Regions from separate parts of the Mus musculus genome. Here regions 2 and 3 are each linked to region 1. Evidence: chromatin contacts called from public HiChIP or PLAC-seq and Micro-C data. All regions are on one chromosome and are shown on one strand. Each heading gives the region's core, a stretch centred on a gene start, on an enhancer-like site or on the middle of the called end of the contact. The rest is flanking DNA. Distances are from core to core; before and after follow the strand shown. Region 1 holds the start of 1700112J16Rik (RIKEN cDNA 1700112J16 gene). Region 2 holds the start of Lrrk1 (leucine-rich repeat kinase 1). Region 3 holds the start of Aldh1a3 (aldehyde dehydrogenase family 1, subfamily A3).

Region 1 (4,561 bases), core at 1,420-3,919:
TGTTCTTTCCACAAAGTTCTTTGAGACGCTTTGCAAACAAATCCCATTCTGTGTTTCCATCTCTGACAACCGCGGGTCTGATTTCTGTTTCTATTCTCCTGCCAACCCCACGATGTCATTTAAGGAGTTTCTTTCCCTTGGCATTGTGCTTCTGAGATGTGCTTAGGCCACATTCATCATGGGCTACTTTTCATTCTGAGGGACAGTTTCTGAGGGAAAATTATCACCATCAACTTTGCCATTCATGGATTGAGTTGGTTGATTATGAATAGCCCACGAGTGTCTCTTCCTGTTCTGGTCTTCATGTCTTGGGTAAACACCAACAGAGGAATTAGCATGGCCATCTTTTCAGAGCCCCGGGTCTTTGCAGCATTCCCATGGAGCACTGATATCTTGAGGAAATAAAAAAAAATTGGATCTTGCTTAGATTTAATGGATCTGAGCGGAACAAGGGATCAGAAGGCTGTCCGGTGCCCCTTCTTGAGAAACTTGGGAGTAGACAGGGCCCTGGAGGTGTTGAATTAAGCCTTCCGAACCTGGATATAAATCCCAGATGCTGGGGCTCAGGTCAAAGGTTAGCCAGAGAAAGTTGAAGGACTGGAAAAATGGGGTGAGGGGAGACCCTGGCAATGAGGTCAACAAAGTGGGGGTGTCAAACCCCACCTTAAGAACCTTTAAATGACCACCCACAGCATACAGACAAGAATGTGGGTATGGCTCTGGGAAAACCCAGCTATTCTAAAGTAAGGACCTTCAGTCAGCCCTGACTTGCAGCAGGCAGAGAGTGAGTGGCCAAAAGAAACCTTTTGATGGCCCGTGGGAAACCTCTAAAACAGTCCAACCCAGAAGGCACCGCACTCCCCAAGGATGTCTGAAGGGATGTGACTCCAGTTGACATCCACTTAACACAGCTCACCCTGTCCAACAGGTTCCTGTCTCCAGGAACTTCCCCATCCTCAGCCCTGAGGATGACTGTGATATAAATGAATTCAAGGAGGATTAAAGGTCACCTGACAAACTTGTCGCTGTGTAGAATAAGGCTGGGCACTCTAGACGTTCCTGTTAGGGCCCAGGCTCCATCAGTTTCAGCTGCTTTGACAAAGTGCCTCAGACTCATTCCCACAGTTCCATAAAAGGAAAACCAAGTCAAGGTGGAGGCGTGGTGTAGGTCTGGGGGGGCTGGGGCTGCCATCTAGGCACACACCTCACACTGCTGTCTTCACACTTGAGTATTCTCCTCTATAGACTGGGATCTGATATAATCCCTGCTAGTCTGAAGACCAAATGTTGCTGGGATGATCCCTGGTGAGTGTTCAGCACACACAGCTCATGAGGTAAGAGGGGAAAGCTGGCTACAATGAGAAGCATAAACATTCATTTTCCACGAAAGGAATTCATATTCAGGCTTGCCATAGACTGACTTGTGTCCCCTTTCCTTCCTGTTGAAACCCTACCCTCTGAAGTGAGCTTTTAAGGTGGAGCCTTAAAGAGGGGACTGGGTCAGTGCCCTTGTGAAGGGCTTGGCTTAGACTCTTTAAAAGAAATAAAAAATTAAAAGACAAAACTTTCGACATTCCATGGCAGTTCTGCTTAGCCCTGGAGTTCAGAGCCATATTCAGAAAGCTAAATAGTTGGCCCCTGCTACCTTGCATCCTCTATCCCAGGAGAAGGCTGGACTTGGGAGGGGACAACATGTTTGACAAGGGTTGAAGGATATCCGAGTGGATACCTCTGGTGATGGGGTGGGTCTCCACTAACTTGGGATCAGATCAGTGGACCTGTTCATGTGGCTGGGCACCTGGCCCACTCTGATAGGTGGGACATAGCGTTCATACTTCTCAGGCAGCCTCATCCAAGCCTGTAAACTGTCACAAACCACAAATACCTCAGTGGGAAACACATGTGCTGGGTATATTAGCGAGGCTCACCTCCTGGGTTGGGGGGCAAAGTAAACAAATGTTTAAACAGATGTTTAAAGCCAGAAAGAAGAGTCCTGTGGCTAGCAGAGAGGGCCATGACCTGGTGCTTTCCTGGCCTTAGACATTTAGAGTAAGACTTTTAGTTTTATTCTAAATCATAGGAAGAATTTCTGGGCTCTTGTTTCAATGTTGATTCCCAGACAGGCTTAGCACCTTGGTTCAGCGGCCAGCCATCTGCATTCTTTGGTGTAATGCCTGCCCACGACACTTAGTTTCTTCCTTATTCATTGGATGAGTCTTACTCCATTAAGGATTTTAATCTTGGTTACAAAACAATGCCACAGGTTCTCCGCCCTTTTCCAAATAGCAGGGACGCTCTGGCTGGCCAGATGATACATATTCTCCTTTATCCAATTCTGGTCTGTGTTGTCAGGGCAACATTTCACATCCCTGGACTTCTGTTTATCTCTGGGCAGGGGCTGGCAACCATTCGGCCCCTCAAAGGATACTGGGTCGAAGATTCAGGTTGAGGCTACCTGGGTCAGGCCTCTCGAGTGGCGCACCGCCGTACTGGGTACGCTCCTGGCCACGGATCAGGACGCACATGGGTCAAAGGTCTCTCCTGCCGGGAAGAAGACCGAGGCTTAGCAGAAAGCTGTGGCCACCGAGGAGGCCAAGATACCTGGCTCAGAAGGGGAAACCGGGAACAGCTGGGATAAATGACATAGGAGCACAAGTCCAGGGTCCACGCTGGAGCCCCGCCCATCAGGGCCCGCCCTCATTCTGACCTCTCAGCACCTCCCGGCTCTGCCAGGGCCCGCCCTCCTCTGAAGTCATTGGTTGGCTCTTAGTCCCCGCCCCCGGAAGACCTGCTTTTTGCAGCCAATCGGCGGGCGCGGTGGCGGTGAAGCCTGGGAGCGAGGTACCCGAACCTGGAGCAGGGTCTGCTGGGTTGACTTGGGGGGCCAGGGCTTCTGGCCCTGTCACTGTGGGCTCAGTGGAGGGCTGCCAATCCAGGGCCAGTGCCTGTGTCCACAGAGGGCTGGTGCCGGCTTGCGGGAGTGGCAGGATGTGTATTCTTTGGAAAGTTGGGGCCGGGCCTGTTTAGGCCCAGGGGCGGGGACGTCTGAAATTTGTTTTGTCTCCTGCTTAATGACAGCCCACCTGTCATTGGAGGGAAACTGAGGCCTCTTTTGGCCGCCCCGGGTGCCAGGGGCTCAGAATTTGAGACCAGAGGGAGATACCTGAGGTTGGCTGTTCCCTTAAAGGGCCATGCAGAAGGGACCGCCAGGAATGCCTGGAGTCTCATTCCAGCCATTTGGAAGGGAAAGGTTGGTTGTGGCTCTGGCGTTTGACTCCAGGTGGCAATAAGGGGACCGTGGGGGTGAAATGAGTCCAGAATGACTGTGAGAAACGGACAAATTGAAATTTGATAGGTTTTTCCATTGCTCATCAATTAGGTCACGTCAGCCAGGGTCAAAATAAGAGAACTATGGTTGTTCCCAGCTTCTGTCCTTTCCCCTGAAGACACCTTGGGATGCCTAATGAGGTTTTTGTCCAAAGATTCTAAGTGTAAGATTCTCAGTGTCAGAGAGCTGAGAACAGTTGTCACCTCACACAGTGCTGAGACACAGTGGTTTCTTCTGTGGGCTAGGGGAAGCACAGCTGGGGGTGGGGAAGAAGGGTGGGGAATCTTTTTTGCACACAGTAAGCACTTAGGGAAAGTATGATCTTATTCTGTGTCAGTATCAGGTGGACAGGTGTGAGGATGTCCTTCTGTCCTGATGCTGTTTGTTTGATATTGGCAATATTAGGAAGTTACTAACGAGACAGTCCTCTTTAGGAAGCCAGAGGAAAATGAATAGCATTTGTGTGGAATTAACTCCAGGTCTGATTTTCAGTTAAGAGAAAATGAGGCAGAAGGAAGTGTTAGCCAAGAGCTTCCAAGGTCCAGCTGCTGTCTGCAGGACTCCAAACAGCCACGTTTACATGTTCAACAATGGCAGCGGGGACTCTGGGGACTCCTCTGAGGAAGAGTCACATCAGGTGGTGTTACGACCCCGGGGCAAGGAGCACCAGAAGAACAGCAGCCAACGGCCAGGAGCAGGCACCATGGTTCTGCTGCAGCGGGAGCTGGCTCAGGAAGACAGCCTCAACAAGCTGGCTCTCCAGTATGGCTGCAAAGTAAGCTGACCTCAGTCCCTCTGCCCTCCAGGGTTGAGAGAGGCACGGGGGGGGGGGAGGGGGTCCACTATAGGCGGGGGTCACTATAGGACCTTCCTGACCCCCATAGGCGACTAGAGTCCTCCCTAGCCAGGGCTGGAAGCTGGTGGAGGTACCCTTCATTCAGAACTCTGGGCTCAGGAAGGGTCAGTTAGTTGGGCACCTCAGTTCAGGGTGTGCTTGTCCTGTGTCCTCCACAGGGACACTATGAAACAGTGTGGCCTCTGAGCACACTGGATTTAAGGTCTTAGGGCTGGAGATGGTAGGCGGAGTCCACACGTTTCTGTGGCATGCTTCTCTCACTACTTGTATTTTCTGACCTTTGCTTGCCAGTAGCTAATCTGACTAGTAGAGTTTTCTCTCTTCTCCCTAGTAGAACTGCATGGTCTGGCCCCTGTGCTGTGCGTTTGTATAACCTT
Region 2 (4,561 bases), core at 649-3,148, 830 kb before region 1:
TTGGGGCTAGGGAAAAGCATATGAAAAAATATATTGTATACGTAATTTTAAAAAGAAACATTAAAATAAAGAATGAATATATACGATATATCCAGAGCGGAGGGAGGGGCACATGGCAATTTGGACTGTGTAGGAGTTCGTATGTGCATCAGCCCTGTTGTGTCTCAAAAACAGAAGAAGGGAATGGACTGGGCCCACTTGGGGATGGAGCCAACAAGACTACTCTGGGATGATTTCTAGGGTTCTTCTTATTTTTAATATCTCTCTCTCTCTCTCTCCCTCTCTCTCTCTCTCTCTGTTTGTATGTTTGTGTGTGTGTGTGAGTGTGGCGTCCGTATGTGTGTGTTGAGATCATCAGATGACCTGCTGTTGGTCTTTGCTTTGCACCATGTTTGAGACAAGGCTTCTTCTTCATGTTGCCCACACAAAGCTAGCTGACCAGTGAGCTTCCAGGGAATCTCCCATCTTGAAGTGGGGGCATCTGGGATTGCACCTTTGTCTCATCTGGCTTTAAGCGGATTCTGAATCTGAATTCAGATCCTCACACGTGATCAGCAAGTGCTTTGTATACTGAGCCATCTCCTTAGCTGGTTTATTTAGTTAGTTATAATAATTATATCCAAACTATTAAGGAGACTGTTGTAGGTGTGGGGGAAGGAAACGTTTGGCTGACTAGAAAAGCCCCTCTAAGGACAAATTAGGTGTTGGTATGCTATATTCTTCTGGAACATGAGCAAGGACAATGAAAACCAAATCACAGAAAGAATTCAATGCTAAAGTTTTTCAAAGTGTACAAATCGTAGGTCCTTTGATGCTGCTATGTGAGTGTGAGTGACCAACTCATCAAAAATAGGTTATTTGGTGAGAATTTGCTAAGAGAATTTGCCTTTAAGACCCTATCTATCCTGCTCCGGTTTTTGCAGGGATGAGCATCATGTAAGAGAAAAACGTAATGGCCTCAAACTATTAAAAGCCAGACTGAACTGGCTGTCAGCATCCCTAGAGTCTCTCCATTGCTGTCTTTCTTACTGCCCCTCCAGGAATTCTTGTTCTCATCCATTAAGGACTGCCACTGGCTCCAAGCAACAGAGCCCATAGGCAAAGTGATGGGACCACAGGGTGAGAAACATGCCCCACGCGTGGAGCAGGGGAAGACCTCCAGACCATCCAGCACCACCCGGCTGTCCCGCACGCGCGGGAAGAGCCTCGCTGGGCCTTTGCCTCCAGCCACTCGCGCCCACGAACTCCCACGCTTAGACCCCACCCCCACTCCCAAGTTAAAAGTCAGGCTTTTTTTTTTTTTTTTTTTTTTCCAAACGCAAAAGAACTTTGTAGTCTCCCTAGTGTTTCCTACTTTTGTTTCTGAACTCGGCTCCCCGCCCCCGCCCCGCTCCGATCCCAGGCTGGTTTTCGGCTGCCCCAGCTCCCGGGTTCTAGCTCTGCACTCGCTTTAACCCTTCAAGGGGCGAGGGTCGCTGCGCAGCCCAGAGAGGCAGCGAAGAGACCCCGGGCAGCCCGAGTTCCAGACGCCCACCGGAGCTGTGACCTGCGGGTCCCGGACACAGGCCGGGGTCCGGAGCACGCGGTCGCCCGGGGTACGGGGTGCTGAGCTGGGGAGAGGAGCTGTGGGGCGAGGCGAGACGCAGGGCACAAGCAGGCGACGGCGGCTGCACGCGGGGACCCGGGCGCGGGACGGGGTGGTGCGGGCAAAGCTTGGATCTAAGGTGCGGGCTTCGCTCGGGTCCTCGGACAGGGCGCGGGTCGGAGCAGCACTTACCTGCGGCGGCAGGGTCTGGAAGCCGCGGATCGGCGACATCAGAGGGCCGGGGCCTGCCGGTCCTACCGTACTCTGCCCTGCAATGCTCTGGCCGCCGGGGGCCAGACGCACTTCCTCAATCCTGCGGCCGCCTGGCGGGCGGAGAGGGCGGGTGGCGCGGAAGCAGGGCTGTGCCAGAGGGTCGGCCGCCCCGACCTCCCCTGGATGGCCTGCCTCGGTTTCCCTAGCTGCAAGATGTCGGTGACCAAGCTCACTGCTCTTGTGCCTCGGTAGACGCTTGGGTCTTGAAACTTTGTGGACTCCTCTCCAAATTTGAATGCTTTGCTGCCTTCCCTGCGGACAGGCACAGTGACAAGGTTGTGCCTTTCCTACCCTGCTCGAGTAACAGATTAATTTTTATCCTGTTTGCTGGCCATATACTGTGACTGTAAATATTAAGAGAGCGAGAATATTAATGTGTGTGCAGGTCTTTATGGAGCGGTGCAGAAACTACATTTTAAAAGTTGATGTTTTGTAAACTGCGCTTTTTCACCACACGAGTTCGCTAACTTAAATTATGGACGTTTGCAAAGATATTACTAGCTGATGAATATTTTTCGATTTTCGAACTCCGGAGTAGCTGGGATTACAGGAGCATGCCACCCTGACTGGCTGCTTGTGGCGATGAGGTGGAATGTTGTCAGTTGATTCCACTGAAGTTAATAACCAAACGCGGCTATACACTCAGCAGGCAAGCTTCGGATTCCGCTCGTTTTCCCCGAGAAAAGATAATCCTTGGTAGAAAATCAGTACTGGACCGAAGTGCTTCTTACTGGTAAGAATGAATATTCCTGAGACCAAGTGCAAAGAACATTGACAGACCGCCTCACTGGCAGCTCACAGAATTTGAGAAGCCGTGGGCCGCCTGAGATATTTTGGGAACACCTCAAGTGTTTGTTTAGAGTTGGAGTTTGTATCCCTAGTTGGCAAGGCCACAACCTCGCAGCTCTTCTACGTTCGCTCTTCTTTTCCTCCATCGAACACTGTTACAAAAATGTAGGTGGGGTTCTGCAATCCTGTCCTCACCACCGAGGTCCTCAGACCAATTAGCAAGGCCAGCAACATGACTGCTATGGAAAAGTCCCTAATAATTTGCAAGGCATGGCGTCAGCAGTTTGAATGAGCCTGGCTTGGTGGCGCCTTCAGGGCATACATACATCACTGCCACCTAGCGTTACTAAAAGGAAGTCCATGTCTAGAGCCAGGACCAACACACACTAAGAGGACTTGTGTTGCCTATGCTTAAGTGGCAAGAAATTTTCCACTTTAAACAATCTTAGAAATAGGTTAAGAAAAGTGCCCAATTTAAAACAAACAAACGAGCAAACAAAGGTCTGGAATATTCGACACATATATGAGCTTTTTTTGAGATGGCCATATCACAGTATTCAACTGTACCCAGTAGGTGTGTTTTAATCACAAGTTTGCAAAGGAGACAATTACAGAATAGCTAAAATTCCTTCTCACTTCTTTTTCATTCCTGCAGACCCATGTTTTTCTTGGGTTTGCTCACATCCCACCCTGACTTTCAGTCTGAGGTTGGAATTACCCTGTCTACAAAGGGGTCCTCTGATAGACAGTGGTCAGAGGTAGATCAGCCACCCACCTCCCTGAATGAGCATGACACTGCGGAGGCTAACTGTTCCTTTTGTCTTCTGACACTCGATTTTATTCAGCCAAATGCTCACTTTTGTTTGATGTCTCCCCCCCCCACACACACACACAATAATTTAAAGACCCTCTTCCGGTCTCCACCTACAATCACAGTTGGCTACAAGGATTCTAGTAGGCATTAGAAAGTAGGCACCCACCAAGAGCTGAAACTAGAACATCCCATAATGTCTTCTTTGAGAGAATGTGTCCAAGTGCATGCATATAATTGCACCTGCACACACTTATACACACATACTCACACATGTCTCTAGAGTGGTTCTGTTCAGGCAGGCGTGCTCTAATTAATCAGACAATAGGAGGTGTCATTTTAATATCATCCTATGCTCACATTTGGATCAGATATGAAGTGCTCATAAATATAGCAACACAAGCAGAGGGGCTTACTGAGAAAGCTCTGGTGCAACCTCCAGCACCATATTTTAAGGGGGTGATGTTTTCACATGTGTCAGAGGCCTGGTCTTGCAATGCTGAGTTCACAGTTTGATCGTTCCAGGCCTACACAAGGTTTCTGCTGCAACATCAATGTCAGGTCATAACCGGGTAACTGATGTCTCTTGGCAATTAGAAGCCTTAAGAACTTCAGCTAAGTCAAGTCTAGACCCTTAGATCATCATAGACAAAGTCACAAAAGTAGACACATGGCCACTATTTGGGGACAGGATTTTTTTCCCCAAATCCTCATTTTCTGCACTTGCCATTGTTGCCTTGTGATTAAAAGGAACTTAGGCAGCATAGAAGGCACCTTACACTTTGCCTGTGAGCCACGGAGCTCTTCACCATGCAAGACTGTAGAAATGGCCGTTACCATCAAGAAGAGCCCTGTGCGTGCCCGACTGGAGGCGTGTGATTTCATTTTCCCATTGTCTTATCAAAAGCCACATCGCACAGAAGTCTCAGAAAGAGAAGGGCCTGCCACAGAATTCAAATGGGGTTAGTCCTCCAATGAAAAACAATCAATGTTTCTCTGTGTCCAACTTTATTTTTTCATTGCTGAACACACAATCTGAACTTAAGATCAAAATCCCCAATCCAATTGATTTAAAAACCATACCACAGGGGTAAACCTTAAAA
Region 3 (4,561 bases), core at 649-3,148, 790 kb before region 1:
AGAGGGAGCAGGTTGGAACTAGTAAGGGGATGAAAGGTGTAGCTAGGCACCAGGCAGCTGGAGCTAGTATCTCCTGGAACATCCCTGGGGCCGAGGGTCGCAGCTCTCAGTCCCCTGCATCTTACCGTGTTCCACAGTCTCCGCCAGACACCCCCAGACCTTCAACCCTCAAAGGGGAGGGGGCTCTGTCAGAACCAACTACTCCTCTGACAATCTCCCAGGATCCTCACCATAAAGGCTGCATCTTTAAAGTGTTCCAGGAAATCGCCTAAAAAGAGGCAAACTTTTCCTGCTTTGTAGCCAGACAATTGTGGGAGGATTCCGTAAAATCCTAAGCGAAGAGGCGATCCTGCTCACTTTCTGGCTGCTGTGGTGTTTTTTACAGAACTGTAAAAAACAAAACAGAACAGCCACCGCCAGAGCAAGAGAGGATCATCGAAATGAGGTCTGAAAAATGAAGCCATTATTTGCTCCTTTCCCAGCCCCGATGTTGAAATTCTCCCTCCGAAGCTGACACGATCGAGGAAACTACATTTTAAAAAACTTTCAGTCTTCCCAGGACTGTGCCTCTCTTGATTACAGAGCCTTCCTTGGGAAAACAGTTCATGTAAATGTCATGCAATTTATATGTCGGCACGGCCGACTTCAGGGGGACTAAGTACCAACATATCAGAATCTGAAGCCCACACATAGCGACCTGCCACTTTCACCTTTTGATTAAAATTATTCAAGAGGGATAATTGCTACTTTTGAAAATAAAAACCCATGAAGGCGGCTTCTTAGCATCGTGTCAGCTGGAGTTGAGCTCGGTGGACAAGACAGGAAAATAAGAGGGGTTGAGGTTTCCAGACCTGAAGCCGATGGAGCGCTGTGGTCCCTCAGACGCCCGCCAGTACACCTAGCAGTCAGAGCAGCGCATCTCTGAATTTAGACTTGTTCTTCCTCTCTGAGCCTTCTCTGCTCCCAGACATCATTGTCCCTGAAGCTCTGGGCAGGTGAGCTCACCACTATGCTAGTTCCAGCCTCCCAGGAAAGGGCAAACACCACCAGGCCTGCCTATGGTCTTGTTCAACCCGCAGCTCCTTCCCTGGGCCCAGATCGAGAGGCCTTGAGGAGTACTCCTCAATGACGTCCATCTTTCCTCCCCTGCTCTCCTGGTAAGCTGGGATCAGACTGAACACAATGGACAGGACGGACGGAAGGACGGACGGGGTACTAGACCCTTCTCTCATTGCCCAGGAAGACTTACTTCCAAGTTGCAGTTCCTGGTGTGCCTCAAACTCATCCTGGAGTGCTCAGGTATCTCTAGCCCCCCTCCCCCGCCCCCTAACCCAGGTCCTTCAGCCCAGAAAGCCCTCTACCAAGAAGTCGCCCTATGCCCATTCACCAAAAGCACCAGCACTCAAAGTGGGCGGTGGCCCGGACACTGGGGGTGGGGGTGGGGGCGGCTCTGCAGGCTGCAACTCCCGCACCGTGGGCGCTGCACTCACTGCATCGCTCCTGCTCCTCTTCTGGCTTTGAGGCTTAGATCGTTCAGCCAGAGGTGCAGGTTTCCATTCTGGGGTGCCCCTCAAAAAAGTGCAGTTTCCAAGGAGCCGGCCCCCACCAGAGACGCTCAGGTGTGGGCAGCTCCCTGCGGACTCCCAGCACGGTTGTATCTTGGTCCCCACTCTCCCTACCAGGCTGCTCGGCGCAGGAGTCCCAGGCCGTCGAGTCGACAGCGCACCCTCCTCACCTTGGTGAACTTGACCTCCAAGTTGCGGATGGGGCGCGGCAAGGCAGGCGGTTTCCCATCCGGCTGTCCGTTTTCCACAGCCCCGTTGGTGGTAGCCATAACTGGTTCGCACTCTCCGGTCCGTGTCCCCGACGCACCAGCTTGGCCTGGGCGGTGCGCAGCCTGCTCTGGGTGACAGCTCCGCGCCTTTATGCAGCGCCCCACGCCTCCCGCCCAAGGGGGCCGCCTAATTGGCTGCAGGACGGAGGAAGGGAGGGCGGGCGCGGGAGAGGAGGAGGGGACCCGGCCGCCGCTGCTACCCCTCCTGTTGTCCCTGCCCCTCCGGGAGCGGGACGGTCCCAGACCGACCTAGGCTGCGGCCAGAGAGCTCTGTCTGCGCATCGCTGGGCGGCCACACCGCGGGCTTCCGCAGCCTAGTAGGCTGCCCTTCTGCGAACTTGGGGGCCGGGGGCACCAAGGCCGGGAATTCCCAAGGGTCGGACATCCGTCAGGGCAGGGAGCCGGCTCGTAGCGATCGCAGTAACAGGCCTCTCTCTGGGCAATCTCGAGATTTTGTCAGAGGCACCTGCGGTCCCCGGACCACCGCAGCGGCTCTCCAAAACTTCGGCGGGAGTGAGCGCTCTCTCCGGGACCCTGCGTTGTGCCTCCCAGGATCTAGACGTCTTGTGGTCACCACCCGTGGCTGCCTCAATTTGGGGTCCAACTGCCAGAAGCCTGCGCTCCATCCTTCCCAAGCTAGGGCCGCCAGCGGAGGAGGTCTACTCTGAGCCTGGCTGGCAGGAAACTTCCGTCACACCCACGACAGCAGGCTAAGCGACAGCTCTTATGCGCAGCCTTATGGAGTTTTGCGGCTGATGGTCCTGTGACCTTCATATAAGTACGCACAACCCTAGGGAGGCAATTATTTTAATTTTTCAAACGCACAAATTAAACTTCCGTTTTAAAAAAATGGAAAAAAAATCCCCAAAACAAAACATGAGATCTTTGCAGCTAGTTGCTTTCAGACTAAAAGCTCTTAATGTTTATGTTGCTCAGAACTGCCAAGAGGGGCTGTGGGAAAGGCATGTCCAACTCGTTTAGGAAACGCTTCTTTCAGCCCAGGACTTAAGACTTAAGCTTCATCCGAAACCCGGAGAAGTGTCTCACCCACGTGTAGGGTGGCTGCATCAGGGGGTGAGGCTTGAACTCCCCACAGAGGAGGGGGTTTAGTCCTTAGAGAGATTTGGCCATGTGCTTCTGTGTAAGGTACCTCCCTCTGCCTGTTCTAAGGACTCAGCCTCCATTTCTGTTCCCCATGTCCTTCCTCACTGTCTTGTCACTAGGAATCCTTCTGGATAGTGGAATAAGCAGTAAACCTTCAGAAGGCCCTATTTGAGCTGTGCCCTCTCAGACAATCTCCTGCTATTAAGGATTGAGCATGCAGGTGAGAGTGGGGATGGGGGGCTGTGGGCCCCCAAATGAGCAAGGACTGACAGGCTTCTGAGAATCTTCCTTTGACACTAGGGTCACCAACATTCTTCCTCCATCTTTCCTGCTCTTTCTGGGCTCCCTGGACATGTAGCTGGTCCCACAACTCCCACCTTGGTCTATAGTAAACATCTGGGGTGTCTCATACTAGGTCCCCTGGATGCTGAGTCCTGCCATCTGGGTGCTTTTGAAATGCTGAAAGACCCTTCTCTGTGCAGGGGACAGAGACCAAAGGCTGTCTCAGAACTCCTGTCCTTCAAGGCTACCCTGGTTATCACTTTGGTTATCACTTTGAAGGGTCTTTAAGAAAATACAAACTCCAAAAATGTACAGAGGACATTGAACTTATTAAATAATTGTTAGACTGGTAGGGGAGGCAAATGGATTTGGGAATTAAAACTCAGTTCCTTGTTCATAAGAATCTTTTAAGATGGGCAGCTGCCACTCTGCCAGGCACAGACTGGACAATGCAGGTTGCCTCAACTCCAACCCCAAGACTCCCTCCTGACTGTGGCATCTGCAGAGCCTTGGAGCCATTGGCAATGACCACAGGCAGACAGACTGGCTCACCTTCCCCCTCTTACTGATTCCCATGTGACCGGGAGGTCAGAGCAGAATACTCAACCATAGACCTTCCCTGTAGTAGGCAGTTCCCAAAGAGCAGGTCAGGGGGGGGGGATGGGCTTGGTTCTGGGCTTGTCCTGACTGGAAGTCTCTTCCTCCACACCCCTCAGCTTGTCATTCAGCAGGCAGGGAGAAGCTTCGATGTTCAAGTTCCCATTTTACAGGTGAGTAAACAGAGGCAGGTGGATACTTGTCCTAGACCTCACTGTCTTGGAGGAACCAAAGGCAAACTGCGGGGGGGGGGCAGGATGTGAGGAGAGGCTTCTCTTAATATTTTTTTCTGTCACATTTATTCACCCAAGGATGTACCTGTGTCCCAAGGTGGCCCCGGGGTCAACTGAGGTCATTAAGGTGCTAAGTATTTTATGAGTTAGCAAAATAGTGGGTTTCTCCCTTCTGGCTGTGTCTGCCAGAAACCAACACTTATGGCCTTGCATGGCTTTGGCCACAAGGACATGGCCCTTGGGATCAAAGGAGGTGGGACTCATTACTTAGCACAGTGGGTCACCAGGTGTCTGGGGACTTCCAGAGCATTGTGGTTGGCTCAGCTCCCTTCCAGTTCCACATCCCTGCCTCAGACCCAGCTGTGTGCTCCTGGGTTGGAACCTGGAACTCTGAACTTTCATTTCCTTTCCTGTAACCCCCATTCCACTCCCTAGTGCTTGGGGAGGCTCAAGCAAGATAACACTGGATCAACTATGGAGTGCTGTATACAAGCCTGGTCTCAATTCTCCA

The links. A called contact is a pair of places that touch in the nucleus more often than the background predicts. HiChIP or PLAC-seq counts read pairs in DNA pulled down with a chosen protein or histone mark.
Region 2: a contact with region 1 is called in an H3K4me3 HiChIP or PLAC-seq map of bone marrow-derived macrophages, with 7 times the contacts expected there. The contact joins the promoter of Lrrk1 here to the promoter of 1700112J16Rik in region 1. A contact is called at or near these places in 7 of 39 promoter capture datasets (3T3-L1-derived adipocytes, HPC-7-derived erythroid cells, cranial neural crest and 3 more), 2 of 115 datasets of contacts at active chromatin or transcription factors (bone marrow-derived macrophages and extraembryonic endoderm stem cells) and 1 of 9 other capture datasets (adipose tissue).
Region 3: a Micro-C map of embryonic stem cells shows a contact between it and region 1, with 2.1 times the contacts expected there. The contact joins the promoter of Aldh1a3 here to the promoter of 1700112J16Rik in region 1. A contact is called at or near these places in 8 of 39 promoter capture datasets (the C10 cell line, embryonic stem cells, hippocampal neurons and 4 more), 3 of 484 Hi-C or Micro-C datasets (embryonic fibroblasts, embryonic stem cells and pre-B cells), 3 of 115 datasets of contacts at active chromatin or transcription factors (astrocytes, extraembryonic endoderm stem cells and neural tube) and 2 of 9 other capture datasets (liver and pancreatic islet).

The regions. Positions count from the first base shown.
Region 1 is chr7:67,219,789-67,224,349 of GRCm38.p6, forward strand. It overlaps 1700112J16Rik (RIKEN cDNA 1700112J16 gene), which reads right to left and starts at 2,670. Exons shown (of 3, transcript NR_131044.1): 1 at 2,456-2,670; 2 at 1-392. Lysmd4 (LysM, putative peptidoglycan-binding, domain containing 4) reads left to right here and starts at 2,756. Exons shown (of 3, transcript NM_175215.4): 1 at 2,756-2,841; 2 at 3,821-4,103. The coding sequence starts at 3,831.
Region 2 is chr7:66,386,443-66,391,003 of GRCm38.p6, forward strand. It overlaps Lrrk1 (leucine-rich repeat kinase 1), which reads right to left and starts at 1,899. Exons shown (of 34, transcript NM_146191.3): 1 at 1,778-1,899. It overlaps Aldh1a3 (aldehyde dehydrogenase family 1, subfamily A3), which reads right to left. Exons shown (of 13, transcript NM_053080.3): 13 at 4,450-4,561.
Region 3 is chr7:66,425,579-66,430,139 of GRCm38.p6, forward strand. It overlaps Aldh1a3 (aldehyde dehydrogenase family 1, subfamily A3), which reads right to left and starts at 1,899. Exons shown (of 13, transcript NM_053080.3): 1 at 1,736-1,899. The coding sequence starts at 1,834. It overlaps Gm33515 (a long non-coding RNA gene), which reads left to right and starts at 3,069. Exons shown (of 3, transcript XR_391552.2): 1 at 3,069-3,158; 2 at 3,937-3,990; 3 at 4,486-4,561.